Regions from separate parts of the Mus musculus genome. Here all the other regions are linked to region 2. Evidence: chromatin contacts called from public HiCAR-type data. All regions are on one chromosome and are shown on one strand. Each heading gives the region's core, a stretch centred on a gene start, on an enhancer-like site or on the middle of the called end of the contact. The rest is flanking DNA. Distances are from core to core; before and after follow the strand shown.

The links. HiCAR-type assays count read pairs that join an accessible place to other places.
Region 1: a contact with region 2 is called in a HiCAR-type map of astrocytes, with 4 times the contacts expected there. The contact joins the promoter of Zmym4 here to the promoter of Zbtb8os in region 2.
Region 3: a contact with region 2 is called in a HiCAR-type map of astrocytes, with 4 times the contacts expected there. The contact joins the promoter of Zmym1 here to the promoter of Zbtb8os in region 2. A contact is called at or near these places in 2 of 39 promoter capture datasets (hippocampal neurons and pre-B cells), 1 of 484 Hi-C or Micro-C datasets (B cells) and 3 of 115 datasets of contacts at active chromatin or transcription factors (astrocytes, embryonic forebrain and large pre-B cells).

The regions. Positions count from the first base shown.
Region 1 is chr4:126,966,273-126,970,776 of GRCm38.p6, reverse strand. It overlaps Zmym4 (zinc finger, MYM-type 4), which reads left to right and starts at 2,550. Exons shown (of 30, transcript NM_001114399.2): 1 at 2,550-2,961. The coding sequence starts at 2,923.
Region 2 is chr4:129,333,212-129,337,288 of GRCm38.p6, reverse strand. It overlaps Zbtb8os (zinc finger and BTB domain containing 8 opposite strand), which reads right to left and starts at 1,321. Exons shown (of 7, transcript NM_025970.4): 1 at 1,150-1,321. The coding sequence starts at 1,246. Rbbp4 (retinoblastoma binding protein 4, chromatin remodeling factor) reads left to right here and starts at 1,919. Exons shown (of 12, transcript NM_009030.3): 1 at 1,919-2,071; 2 at 2,645-2,792. The coding sequence starts at 2,056.
Region 3 is chr4:127,059,199-127,063,409 of GRCm38.p6, reverse strand. Zmym1 (zinc finger, MYM domain containing 1) reads left to right here and starts at 2,256. Exons shown (of 8, transcript NM_026670.5): 1 at 2,256-2,414; 2 at 3,751-3,900.

The DNA.
Region 1 (4,504 bases), core at 1,301-3,800, 2.4 Mb after region 2:
ACCAACTGTATTGAGACAAATCAGATATGTATCTGTATGTCAGACATATTTGGCCACAGGGTCATCAATTTGTAGCCTTTATGAAATTTCAAGTATCCCAGGGAATACATATGTTTGCATTTCATCTTGGTCTTGCTTTTAATGACCTTGGACTAGTCTCTTGATATCTATGAACTTCTTTGTAAATTTTGGTTAGGTCTGTGGTACTCCCTATATGCTTTCTCTTTTCTCCTTCTATATAAATAATTGCATGGAATGTCCCTGGCACGCTCCTATGTTTTCTGGAATGTGCAAATCACGCCTATTATTCAAGACCCAACTTATCAGACCTCTAGAAACTTCCTGTTGTATTGGAGAGCCTTAGGCTGAGAATCAAGATGCCTGTCAGCCCTGAATGCTGTTACTAATCCTTTGTGTGATCTCTTGCTATTCACATTTTACCTGGGCTTTGGTTTCATCTTAAACCATGGAAACGGGCCTTGGGGTGTGTCTCATTGGGAGAATGCTTTCTTAGCATTGTGAGGGAGGTCCCTAGCACTGCAGAAGAAAATATAGTGTAGTCGAACTAAACAATGCACTTAAACCATTAAAAAAAAAAAAAGCCTGGCATTTTTCTAATGATAGGAGGATGCATGAGTAGAAGAAGAGAGGACATGGCTGAAGCTGGGGTCCCCACTTTCAGTTGAATATCAGAAGTTTCACTTTTCCTGATTTTTTAAAAAAGATTTATTTATTATATGTAAGTAAGTACACTGTAGCTGTCTTCAGACACTAGAAGAGGGCATCAGATCCCATTACAGATGGTTATGAGCCACCATGTGGTTGCTGGGAATCGAATTCAGGGCCTCTGGAAGCGCAGTAAGTGCTCTTAGCCGCTGAGCCGTCTCTCCAGCCCCTGATTTTTTTCCCCTTTTCTTACTTTAGACAATCTATGCAGACCAGGCTGGTATCTATTTTCAACTGTTCCCTTCAGAAGTTCCACTTTTAAGCTGTTGGATTTTATTAGAAGGGAGTAGTCTACAGCCCATAAAAAGGTGGAAACCATCCAGTCTTATATTTAACTACAATCCCTGAAAACATATTTTCTTAACCTTTCTATTTGTTTTTTGCTTTGGACATGTAAGGAAAGAGTCTAGGATATGAAAAAAAAAACATTATCTGGCAGAAGTGAACATGTTTCTTTTTGTTCTACCCATAAGTGAAACAAAAGATAACAGGCCCAAGGGAGAATCAAGGACCAGCATGGAAACTTTCAGCCATTTCAGTGTTCAGCCAATGTTCCTGGGTTCAAAGAGCTACTGACTTACACACAGAAGTACAGCTGTAGAGCAACTTTCACCCTGTGAGCAGAGGAGCTCTGGGTCCCCTTGTATTGCCATGGAGAATAACAACTCTTCAGAGACTTAAACATTTTTTTTAATTAGTTCTTTGGGGATTTCCTAGTATACCAGCAGTCCAAGCACTTGGTCAAGGCAGGAAGACCAGCAGTTTCAGGCCACTCTGGGTTACATAGCAACCTAGCTCCAACCAACCCAACTCCAACCAATCCAACTCCAACCAACCCAACTCCAACCAACCTAAACTAATTTCCTTGTATTTTTTACTATATGTCTGTCTGTTGTGCCTATGTCTTCATTAAGAATCCAAGAGGGGACTTCAGCTCTCATTATCTTTGGCTTCGTTGTGCTTCAGGGAAGATAGTGCCTACCCTTGGATTTCCTGCCTTGACAGTTCAAGCTCCTATTCTTTAAGTCAGACCCTCAAATTCCTTCAGTGGAGGCAAATGATGGCACACAGCAGTTGCAGGTCATCACCATGAAACTTCTCAGGAGAGCAGCCATGTTCTTGAACTATCAAGACTCTTGACATTTTATGTTCTTTTGCCTTGACGACAGTTTTGTGTGTTCAGAATCCTGGAGGAATGCAATTCCAGACTGTGTTCTAGCTCCTCACCAGCCACTCGATATCTTGAGGTAAATTAATTTATTTCAAATGACCATACTGGCAATGTTAACTTTGAAAGCAATGGAGTAGATGGTTTCTAAGATCCTTTTTCATTTTAGTATTCTAATGGCAAGCAGGTATTGAGGAAATTGTCTTCAGTTATTGGTTCTGCCTTCAACACTACCAGTGGATCTGGTTTTAAGGTTGGAAGTTGTTCCTTGAGAGTCGACGCCCTTTACTTGACAAGCTGTTGGTTTCTCCTTCAGATAACAGTCTTGTTTTCTTCTTGGTTGGGATTCTTCATGTTCATAGGGTCACTGAGAACTTTGGCTCATCAGGGTTCTCTCCTTTTGGCAATATCTCTGTAGTCAGGTGTAGGGTGGTGATGTGAACCCCTCACTGACATTTCACCAGATAGTCCTTCCATTAAGATCTTTCATTCTGACATCATCCCTTCGTCATGGTCCCTTTAAGGGAGCGGCCATAGTTGAGTGGTGGGAGCAGCTGCTGGCAGCAAAGAGACTAACAGGATTAGGCCTAGCCTGGGCCACTCACCGCGCACGCTCAGGACCGGGGGCTTGGTGGGAAAGGGAGGAGGGGCTTGTGGCGCGCCTGCGCATCAGGGGCGCGCGCAAGGGGCTGGTTTGGAGATCCCTTTAAGAAAACCACTGGCGGAGGAATTTCTCTGAGAGAAAATAATCCTCCTCACGGGGCCCCTTGGAGGCCATTAACCCCCCGAGTCCCGGCCCCCCTGCCCCGGCAGGCCCTTGCGCCCACGCGCCCGCCCGTGGGACCCCAGGAGCTGCGGCTAAGCGCGCGGGCCTCCGCCCCCCTCGTCACTCCCGCGCCAGGCCCGGCGGGGGCCGAGGGGGACCGAACCGCAGCGGGTGAAGCGCCGGTGTCTGCAGTGTGGGCGGGGGCCGAGAGGGGCCGCGGCCGCCGCGCCGGGAGCCGCCGCGGTTCCGAGCGGGGCCCAACATGGCGGAGCGGGAGGTGGAGACCGGCCCCCGAAAGAGGGTAGGTGAGGTGAGGCCGCGGGCCGTCTGCGGGCTGCGGGCTGCGGGCAGGCGGGCGGGCGGGCGGGCGGGGGGCGGGGCGCGGCCGGCCCCGAGCAGCCCGGAGCTCACGGGTGGCGCGGTGGTCGACGGCCGGAGGGAGGGGCGGCCCGAGGCGGCACCGGGGTCCCCTCGGCAGGTGGGACAAAGCTCGGTGGCCGGCGGGGAGGGGGAGGGGCGGGGGCCGTGGTCCGCTTGGCTCCCCTCCCTTTGCCGGCGTGTGGGTGGTGGTGCGTATTCGGGGGGGGGGGGAGCCTGGGAGACGCAAGGTGTCAGACTCCGCTTCTGCATCCTCGAGGAAAAGGGAGTCTATGGAAGTTTCTCTGGGGAGAGGTCAGGTGGGGGTAGAGGTGGCGGGAAGAAGTCGTGGAGGATTGGTCGTTTCCTGAGGAGTAACCGGGAGGGTGCTGCGGGAACCCCGGAGCCAATTCATCTTCCTGCCTCCACTCCCCTCCCCCTTGACCGTTATCAAGCCCCAAAGTGGACATGGTGCTCTCTTCACCTTAGAAGAAGTGGGGTTGTCGTCTTGAAGTTGGGGGAATGTGTTCTGATAGCCACGGATGTGTTATAGTCTAGCATTCTTTACCTGCAGTTAGTAACGTGGAAGAGTGACAAGTTTTGTCCTTAGGATGTACCCAGCCAGCCTTGCCTGCCCTAGGTAAAGCCTTGTCTACACAGGAGTTGTAAGCCGTTTAAAAGTTTGTCTTGAAACTTTTTTTATTTTTAATTTAGTTGTGATTCATTTTCTTCAGATGGAGAACAATACTATCCACTGAGTAATGTTTTTCAAGGCTTTTTTTTTAAACTTCCCCTCACCCAGCATGTTAAGCATCAAGTTTGTTAAGTTTCCTATCAGGAGTTTTCCTTTTGGAAATGGTCTCCAAATGATGAGTTAGTTGTTAAACCAAGCTGCTTAAAACATGAATCTTAACCAAAAATGCTTTTTCATTCAGCATAAATGTCTATTCAAAGATGCATACTGTTAACATCCTGAGTGCTGACTGTGTGCCTGACATTGCACGAAGTGCTTTGTGAAGAGTTCAACCTCACAGTAACTATGCAGCCCATTTGTGGCTGAAATGTAGATTTATTTCCTATCTTACATAATTAAGTTTGCAAAGTCCAGAGTTTTGATCCGAGATTTGAAAACAGGTTTGCAAATGCTTGTGTTGGTTGCATTTAAGGTTTTTTTTTTTTTTTAATTCTTCTAGTCCTGTCATTGGATCCTGGGCCTTAACATCTGATAGACAAGCCTATACCACTGAGGTAGACTCCTAGCCTGAGGAGTTTCTCTTTTTAAAAATGTAAATGATGTTTCTAACAGGTCATTAGAAAACTTTATAACCATCAATAAAAGTAAAAATACAGTTTAGATTCAGGGTGCTACTGCATTCCCAAACCCCTAGATTCTACTATTGACAGTTTTCCCAGATTCTTGTTTACCAAACCTAGTTATTTCATCAAGCCATCTCTTTACCCAGTCATTCATTAGTCTTTTTTTTTTT
Region 2 (4,077 bases), core at 72-2,571:
AATCTGGGCCAGGTGTGGTGGACCATGTCTGTGATTCCAGCACCAGGGAATCACCTAGTGAGTTCCAGGTCAGTGAGGGTTAGAGTGAAATCCTGTCACACACACAAAAAGGAAAGTACTTAACACTTTACTGGGGCATAGGTAAATTATACTCAATTCTTTCAACTTTTTAAAAAAGATGATACATTGCTATATAGGGTGGTTCTCAAATTTTTTAATCTCAGGAACCCTATACTCAAAGACTACTGTAGGGCAGAAGCCATTATAGCTCAGGGGTAGACTACTAGTCTAGGATGTCCATTAAAGACATAAGAAATTTCTTTATTTCTGAGACAGGGCCTTACTCTGTAGCTCTAGCTGTCCTGGAACTCACTATGCAGACCAGGCTGGCCTCGAACTTAGAAATCCGCCTGCCTCTGCCTCCCAAGTGCTGGGATTAAAGGCGTGCGCCACCACTACCCGGCTAAATTTTTTTTTTAAATATTTATTTATTTATTATATGTAAATACACTGTAGCTGTCCTCAGACACTCCAGAAGAGGGAGTCAGATCTTGTTGTGAGCCACCATGTGGTTGCTGGGATTTGAACTCCTGACCTTCGGAAGAGCAGTCGGGTGCTCTTACCCACTGAGTCATCTCACCAGCCCCCGGCTAAATTTTTATCTTTCAAAAAAATTTAACGTGATGCAAAAGTTGCAGTACGTAATAAGATCCAATCTTGGGCTGTGGACACACACGTACGCACGCACGCACGCACAGAAAAAGGTATGTCTTGATTACTCTAACCTGGTCACACTATTCCCTACTGGGAGAAACTCGAGGACAACCCAGAAATCACTTAAAAATACAACTAATGCACAAGTATAATTTACAATGATAAATGTTGGACCAGCGCCACACCATTTAACTCTATCCCCAAAGGTAAGTGTGATTCAGGCACACATGGACTTTTAGAATGGATGGGGGCAGGGGATACGGCCTCGGGTTTCTTCATTCTCTAGTAAGGTGATCTTTTTCTTCACTTTCCCCCTAAATTGGGTCCAAAGAGGGGCACACTGTGATCACGCCAGAGCACCTTTAGGGCAAAGAAGTGGGCGAAGCAGGAAGCCGCAGGTTGTCCGAATGCAAGAGATGTGGGCCACCTACTCACATTCATATTTTCGATTGACTGGAGGATACTTGTCCTTGGTCGCCTTCTGTTCCTCCGTCAAATTGTAATCTCTAACATCTTCCTCCTCTTGAGCCATGATTGCGGAGTTGGTACTCTTACTTCCGCCCTTCATCAGCCAGACTTCGGCCCCGCGCCATAACTTCCGCTCTACACCCCACCCCCTTGGCAGCGGGTCTAAAAGGACCAGGACTCCATTCTGCAAGCTCGCGGAAGGATATACCCGCTTGCGGCTGCCGGGCTGCCGGGCTGCCAGGCTCGGTCCTGCCGCTTTTATAACATGTTTTAGAGACCAGCATCTTATTTCCTGCACTCATCACTATTAGTACCGAGGGAGTCAGTTAAAAGACGCCACCTTGAATTAGGCACCTGTAAGTCTAAACGGTGATGCGTTTTCTCCTCGTCTGGCCCTCCGAGTTGCTAACCAGACCCGGAAACACTTCCAAATTCTTTCGCTACCCTGAGGGAGTTGTCAGCATAACGGCCTGCTAAGAAGATGGCTGCGCATGAGCGTGTAGGGTGTATGTCACGTGATCTGCACGGGCCTCATCCCGGCAGGCGGGGCGCGCGCGCAATCCGTGGAAGTCTCCGGACTGTGGTGGGGGGTGGGGGAGAGAGAAGGGGCGGAGCGCGCGCGCCTCGGGACTCTGGAGAAAACGACTCTCGAGCGTCTCCATAGGCCGCGAGGCGGATGCTCCGCCCACCCCTCAGACCCGCGCTTTCTCATTGGTCGGTGTTGGCGCGAAGGCACGCGAGCCGGCCCCCTACGCACGGGCCGCAGGAAACAATAGAGGCCGCGCGCGCGGAGTGGAGCGCTCGTAGCCTCCCCGCCCCTCCTGCAACGCACGACCCCGGGATCCCCCAACCCCTCCCGGCTCTCCTGCCGCCATGGCTGACAAGGAAGGTGAGTGTGCCGAGGCCGGCTCGGAAGGGACGGTGCTGGCTTGTAGGGCTGTGTCGTGGCCTGTTACGCGGCCTGAGACGGAGAGCAGGCCCGACTCTGGCGAGCCTCGTCCCAGCGACGCCGGCCTGAGGACTGAGCTCCCCGGCGGGGCGGGCTAACGGCGCAGCAGCTCCTCCGGAGCGGATGCGAGGCGACGCCAGGTCTCCGGCCTAGGCGACTACGAGGCTCCCTGCCGGTCCCTCTGCCTGCCGAGACTCGGGGCGCCGCTCTCCATCCCCAGGCTCGATGCGCAGGTCTCCTCCCCGGGTTTGGCGGACTTGGCGCGCGCCACCGTGCTTCGTTCGGGGTTGGACACCATCGGCCCCCGAAGGAGTAACGGAGTGTCCGGCTGGGGTGGCCCCAGGACTTCCGGCCCGCCGCGGCCGAGAGTGGCGTTGGTGCCCGCGACCTGGGAGATTAAGATGAATCTCCATTTCGTTGTCAAAATCCGGGCGCTACGCCGGTGGCTTGGAGAGGTTTGTGCCCTTTCCGTTTACGTTCGCTAACTTGATTTGTCTTTTAAAAACATTTTAGCGGCCTTTGACGACGCAGTGGAAGAACGGGTGATCAACGAGGAGTACAAAATATGGAAGAAGAACACCCCTTTTCTTTATGATTTGGTGATGACCCATGCCCTGGAGTGGCCCAGCTTAACTGCCCAGTGGCTTCCAGATGTGACCAGGTGACGCGAATCTTGAATATTTTTGATAGTTCATATATTTTAATTTTTTTGCCCTCCAGTCACTCAGGGGGGACATTATCAGAGCTTATGAGTACTATTTATTTTCCTCGACTAGAAATAATGTCAAAAACAGAAGATCATTTTGTAATTTACCCTGCAAAGAAAACATGCTCTGTTGTTGTGTTGTTGTTTGATTTTTTTTTTTCTTTTTCTTTTACTTTTTTTTTTTAAGTCATCTCTATTTGTATGAATACACTGAAGCCAGAAGAGGGCATTGGGTCCCATTACAGATTGTTGTGAGCCACCATGTGGTTGCTGGGATTTGAACTCAGGACCTTGGGAAGAGCAGTCAATGCTCTTAGCCGCTGAGCCAGCTCTCCAGCCCTGTTTTTGTTTTTTCCCTCAGCATGGAGTTGAATAGCCATTCTTAAGACTGGAGTTGGCCATGTAATATAAAACTTGACCGTTTTCAAAAGTTATTCTGGGTCCAGTTTATTCAACAAAACATTTGATTTCTCAAGTCATTTATAAGGTTAATAAATAGCAAGATAAATCTGGGGTCTGCCTAACTGAAGTGGGGGCGAGTGTTTTCAGCAGTAGTGTGAGGTTTTAGAGCTTGGTGGGAGGTGGGGCAGAAGGGTTGTAATGTTTAGTGATTGAGACCTACTGATGGGGACTTTGATCCTCAGCACAGAAAGGGGGGGGGGCTGGGACCCTACAGCGAATTGCATACACAAAATGAAGGGGAAAGTCTGTCAGCATGAACTACCAGACTGGCCTGCTGAAACAAGTGGCAATCCAAAGATGGTGGATGTGGGTAATTACTAATGTAAATTTGGCAAAAATGTACTGAATTCTTTGGAAACTCAAGAGTTAAGATACGTGCAGAATTCAATTATGAGGCTGATGGGGTTCAGCAGGTAATAGAAATTTGGAGTAAAGAGTTGTTTTGGTTTGAGGGCTAGGAATTGAACCTTGTGCATGGTAAGGAAGGCAGTACCATCTGCAATACATCTCTACTGTCATGGAAAGTTCATGTGCATTTTACTAGTAACTTAAGAATGAGGCTGCTGGGCTGGAGAGGTGGCTCAGCGGTTAAGAGCACTGGCTGATCTTCCAAAGGTCCTGAGTTCAAATCCCAGCAACCACATGGTGGCTCACAACCATCTGTAATGAGATCTGACACCCTCTCTGGTCTGTCTGAAGACAGCTACAGTGTACTTAAGATTTAATAACAAATAACTCTTAAAAAAAAAAAAGAATGAGGCTGCTACCTTTGCAGCAG
Region 3 (4,211 bases), core at 1,007-3,506, 2.3 Mb after region 2:
CTCTCTCTCTCTATATATATATATCTTACAGCTGTTTTGTTCCTTATTGAATCGCTTGCCCAAAATACTTGCATGTAATTAAAGTGGTATAAAAAGTGGGTTGGAAAATAAAAATTTGCCTACAGTCTCAGAATTGACTGGGGTCACGCTACAATGTTGTCTAACTGTCTTTTTTCCTTTTAATCCTCACTCCCCCGATGGAGAACCTGTTGACTGACTGAGTGGGCTTGGCCAATCCACCAGCCAGGGAAGATGAGTCCACCATGATAGCAAGTCTGTTATGGGGTTAACTATGTTTCTGATTGGATTTGATCTCTACTCTGCAGAAAAGAACTTACATCAGGTCCTGAAAATACCCTAAAAGCCTGGGACTGGGGAGCTCATAAACCCTACTGAGAAAGCTACTTGTCTTGGGAAATGGAAAAGATGCTGTCATGTGACAAAACTTTTCCTGGGGAAACAAAACACACACATCTTCTCACCCCAGAAAGGGAACCCATGACAGACCAAAGTACCGATGCCACCAAAGTTTAACATGGTGAACCAATGACTTTGATTTGGATTATTTACAGGACTCTCCAGCATTTAAAAAACAAAACAAGCCGGCGAGTGGTGGTGCCCATCTTTAATCCCAGCATTAGGGAGGCAGAGGCAGGCGGATTTCTGAGTTCAAGGCCAGCCTGGTCTACAGAGTGAGTTCCAGGACAGCCAGGGCTACACAGAGAAATCCTGACTCGAAAAACAAAAAAGAGAGAGAGAGAGAGAAGGGGGGAGGGGGAGAGAGGAGAGTGCGTAGAGCAAGTGAAGGCTATGGTGGTACATACCTTTAATTCCTACATACCTTTAATTCCAAGCTCTCAGAAGGCAGAAACAGGCAAATCTCTCTGAGCTCTAGGCCTGTCTACACAGTGAGATTCTGTCTCAAAGGAAGGAAGGGAGGGAGGGAGGAAGGAAGGAAGGAAGGAAGGAAGGAAGGAAGGAAGGAAGGAAGAGGTGAGAGCCAGTCTTGGAGGGCAGAGAATCTCTGAATTTGAGGCCAGCCTGGTCTATAGAGTGAGTTCCAGGACAACCAGGGATACACAGAGAAACAGTGTCTCAAAAAAAAAAAAAGAAAAGAAAAGAAAGGAAGGAAGGAAGGAAAGAGAGAGAGAGAGAGAGAGAGAGAGAGAGAGAGAGAGAAAGAAAGAAAGAAAGAAAGAAAGAAAGAAAGAAAGAAAGAAAGAAAGAAAGAGAGAGAAAAGATAGATGGAAGTTATGGTCAAAGACAAGATGAATAGATCATTAAACTTTATATTTTTCTTTACTATTAAGACTTAGAAGCCGGGCGTGGTGGCACACGCCTTTAATCCTAGCACTCCGGAGGCAGAGGCAGGTGGATTTCTGAGTTCGAGGCCAGCCTGGTCTACAAAGTGAGTTCCAAGACAGTCAAGGCTATAGAGAAACCCTATCTCGAAAAACCAAAAAAAAAAAACAAAAAAACTTAGAAATAATCAAAATGATCTGCTCCCTCCTTAATTCTTTAGCTATACCCATCTGTCCCTACTTTTTCATTCCTCTTTTTCTGAGACTATTTACAACCATGTTTTTAAAGTTGTAACTCAACATCTGAGTCACTAATGTTGCATTAGCCCTTAATTTTATTTATGTATGCATGTATGTATTTATTGTGTTTATGTGCACATTGCGGAGGTCAAGGAGCAATTTGCAGGTATCTGTTCTCTTCTTCCACTAAATGGATTCCAGTGACAGAACCCTGCTAGTCAGACTTTGCGGTAAACTCCTTAATAGGCTCTGTCATCTCGTTGCTCTGTCTCAATCCCCCAGCTTTTGTTGTTCCGTTTGTAAAATAAGGTTGGTTTTGAATTTTTAACCACACACCTTCATCTTACAGGCCTGTGCCCCCTCACTCCTGCCTTTAAGGACCCAAATATGCCCATGTGATGACATATTCCCTTAATACCAGAACTAGGGAGGCAGAGTCAGGAGAACCTCTCTAAGTTCAAGACCAGCTTGGTCTGCATAGTGAGTTCCGGGACAGTCAGGGGTACATAAGTGAGACCCTGTCTTAAAACAAAAAAAAACAAAAAACAAAACAAAACAAAAAACGAAAAACGGGCAGCTAAGGTGACATTAAGGATAGCCTAAAACTAAACCCCCCTGACCCGCCCCGTCAACCTCTCCTGCTTAGTCCATCCCCCGCCTCCGCGCCCCAGGCGGACCGCGGTGCGCATGCTCAGCCGCAAAGGCCTCCGGGAGAGGGGCGGAGCCGGCGGGGTTGTTTGCACGGCAAAATGCGAGTGGGCGCTTCCCGCCGCTGAGTTGGAGACAGATCAGCCATCCTCGTGGAGCCGCTCAGGCCCGCTTTTCCAGAGAGAGGCGGCATTTCTCCCGTCCTGAGGAGGGTGACGCGACAGGTAGGAAGACCACAGTGTCAGGAGAGTCGTGCCCCCGGCCTCCAGGCTTCTTAGCGTCCTGGCCTCTGTGCGGTGACTGAGCTTGGTGCGTTTGGTCTCTTGCGGCTTCTTTCTGTAACTGCCTTCCGTTACACCTGTGGCTCTCTTTCCATTAAGCAGTGTATTTTTCAGACATAAACAGATTGGGTGTGTTGGCCCTTGCCTTTAATCCCATCACACGAGTGGCAGGGGGTTCTCTGAGTTCGAAGCCAGGCTGTTCTATAAAGTCTGTTCTAGGCCAATCAGTGCTACTTAATGAGACCTGGATTCAAAAAACAAAAACATCGGGCTGGAGAGAGATAGAAGCAAATAGTTTTATCTGTAGAGTTCTGTGAGTGAAATTTGCAGGTTAGCGCTGGCGGTGGCTGCCCATTTTTCTAATCCTGGCAGGGAGGCAGAGGCCATTGGATCTCTTAGTCTACAGTGCTAGTTAGAGGACCTTGAACATTGTTACTTGTTACATTGTTACTTCCAAATATTTCCAAGGAACTTTTCTTTTTTTAAGATTTATTATATGTAAGTACACTGTAGCTGTCCTTAGATACTCCATAAGAGGGCATCAGATTTCGTTATGGATGGTTGTGAGCCACCATGTGGTTGCTGGGATTTGAACTCAGGACCTTTGGAAGAGCAGTCGGCGCTCTTAACCACTGAGCCATCTCGCCAGCCCCCCAAGTAACATATTTGGACTGTGGTTCATTGCTGGTAACTCATACCAATAGTAAGAGATTACTGTACATTTGTTTGTTTGTTTGTTTGTTTGTTTGTTTTGGCTCTGGGGATGGTTGAAACTGGCTATCATGTTGCTCACAGTTACCTTGAACTCCTGATCTTTCTTCCTCTGACTTCCAAGCTCTCCTATTTTGGGATTTTTTTTTTTTTTTTTTTGAAATGTAAGGAGACTCTGTGAAGAAGAAAAGGGCAAGTGAGATGGCTCAGAGGGTAAAGATTCTTGCCCCCAAATCCGATAACCTGTTTGATCGCCAGGCCCTACATGGTATGAGGAGAGAATGAACTACCATAGGTTGTCTTGATATGTGTGTTTCTACCACCCCGAAACAAATAAATAAATGCAACTTAAAATTCCTATGTTGAGAACCCGGAAAAATGGCTTGGTGAGTAAAGGTGTTTGCAGTCAAGCCTGCCAGCCTGAGATTAATGGCCAAGACTGACTTCTCCACACATGCCATGCATCATGAGTACAGTCCCTTACAAGCATGCACACTTCCAGTGGTAATTAATGTAACTGTTAGAACTTTTACTTAATTATATGTGTATGCGTCTATGTGAATTTCAGCACACCACATGTATTCAAGAGCTGGAGGAGGCCAGAAGCTGGGGTTAAATCTCTTGAAACTGGAGTTACAGGTGCTGGGAACTGAACCCAGGTCCTCTGTAAGAGCAACAAAGTGCCCTTAACCAATGAATCACCCTTCTAATCCTAAATGTAAGTCTTAAAATGTTTCTTTTTTAATTGGGAAATCCTGGGTAAACGGGAAGGAAGCACACACAGCACACCATAGCCTGGTGTTCGCTCACACAACACTCCATAGCTTGGTGCTCAGGGCAGTTATGTGGAGGGTCCAGCAGGCTCTCCCTTAATCTGCCATTTTCTGTTGAGTTGGCCAGTTGCCTTGAGTATACTTTGTACATTATGTTCAGTTCTCTATTTTAAAAGAGCATTGTCAAATCCAACAACCCAAAATTCAGGAGAAAAGAAACTCCACATTTTCATACAATGGTAATAGTATGAATCAT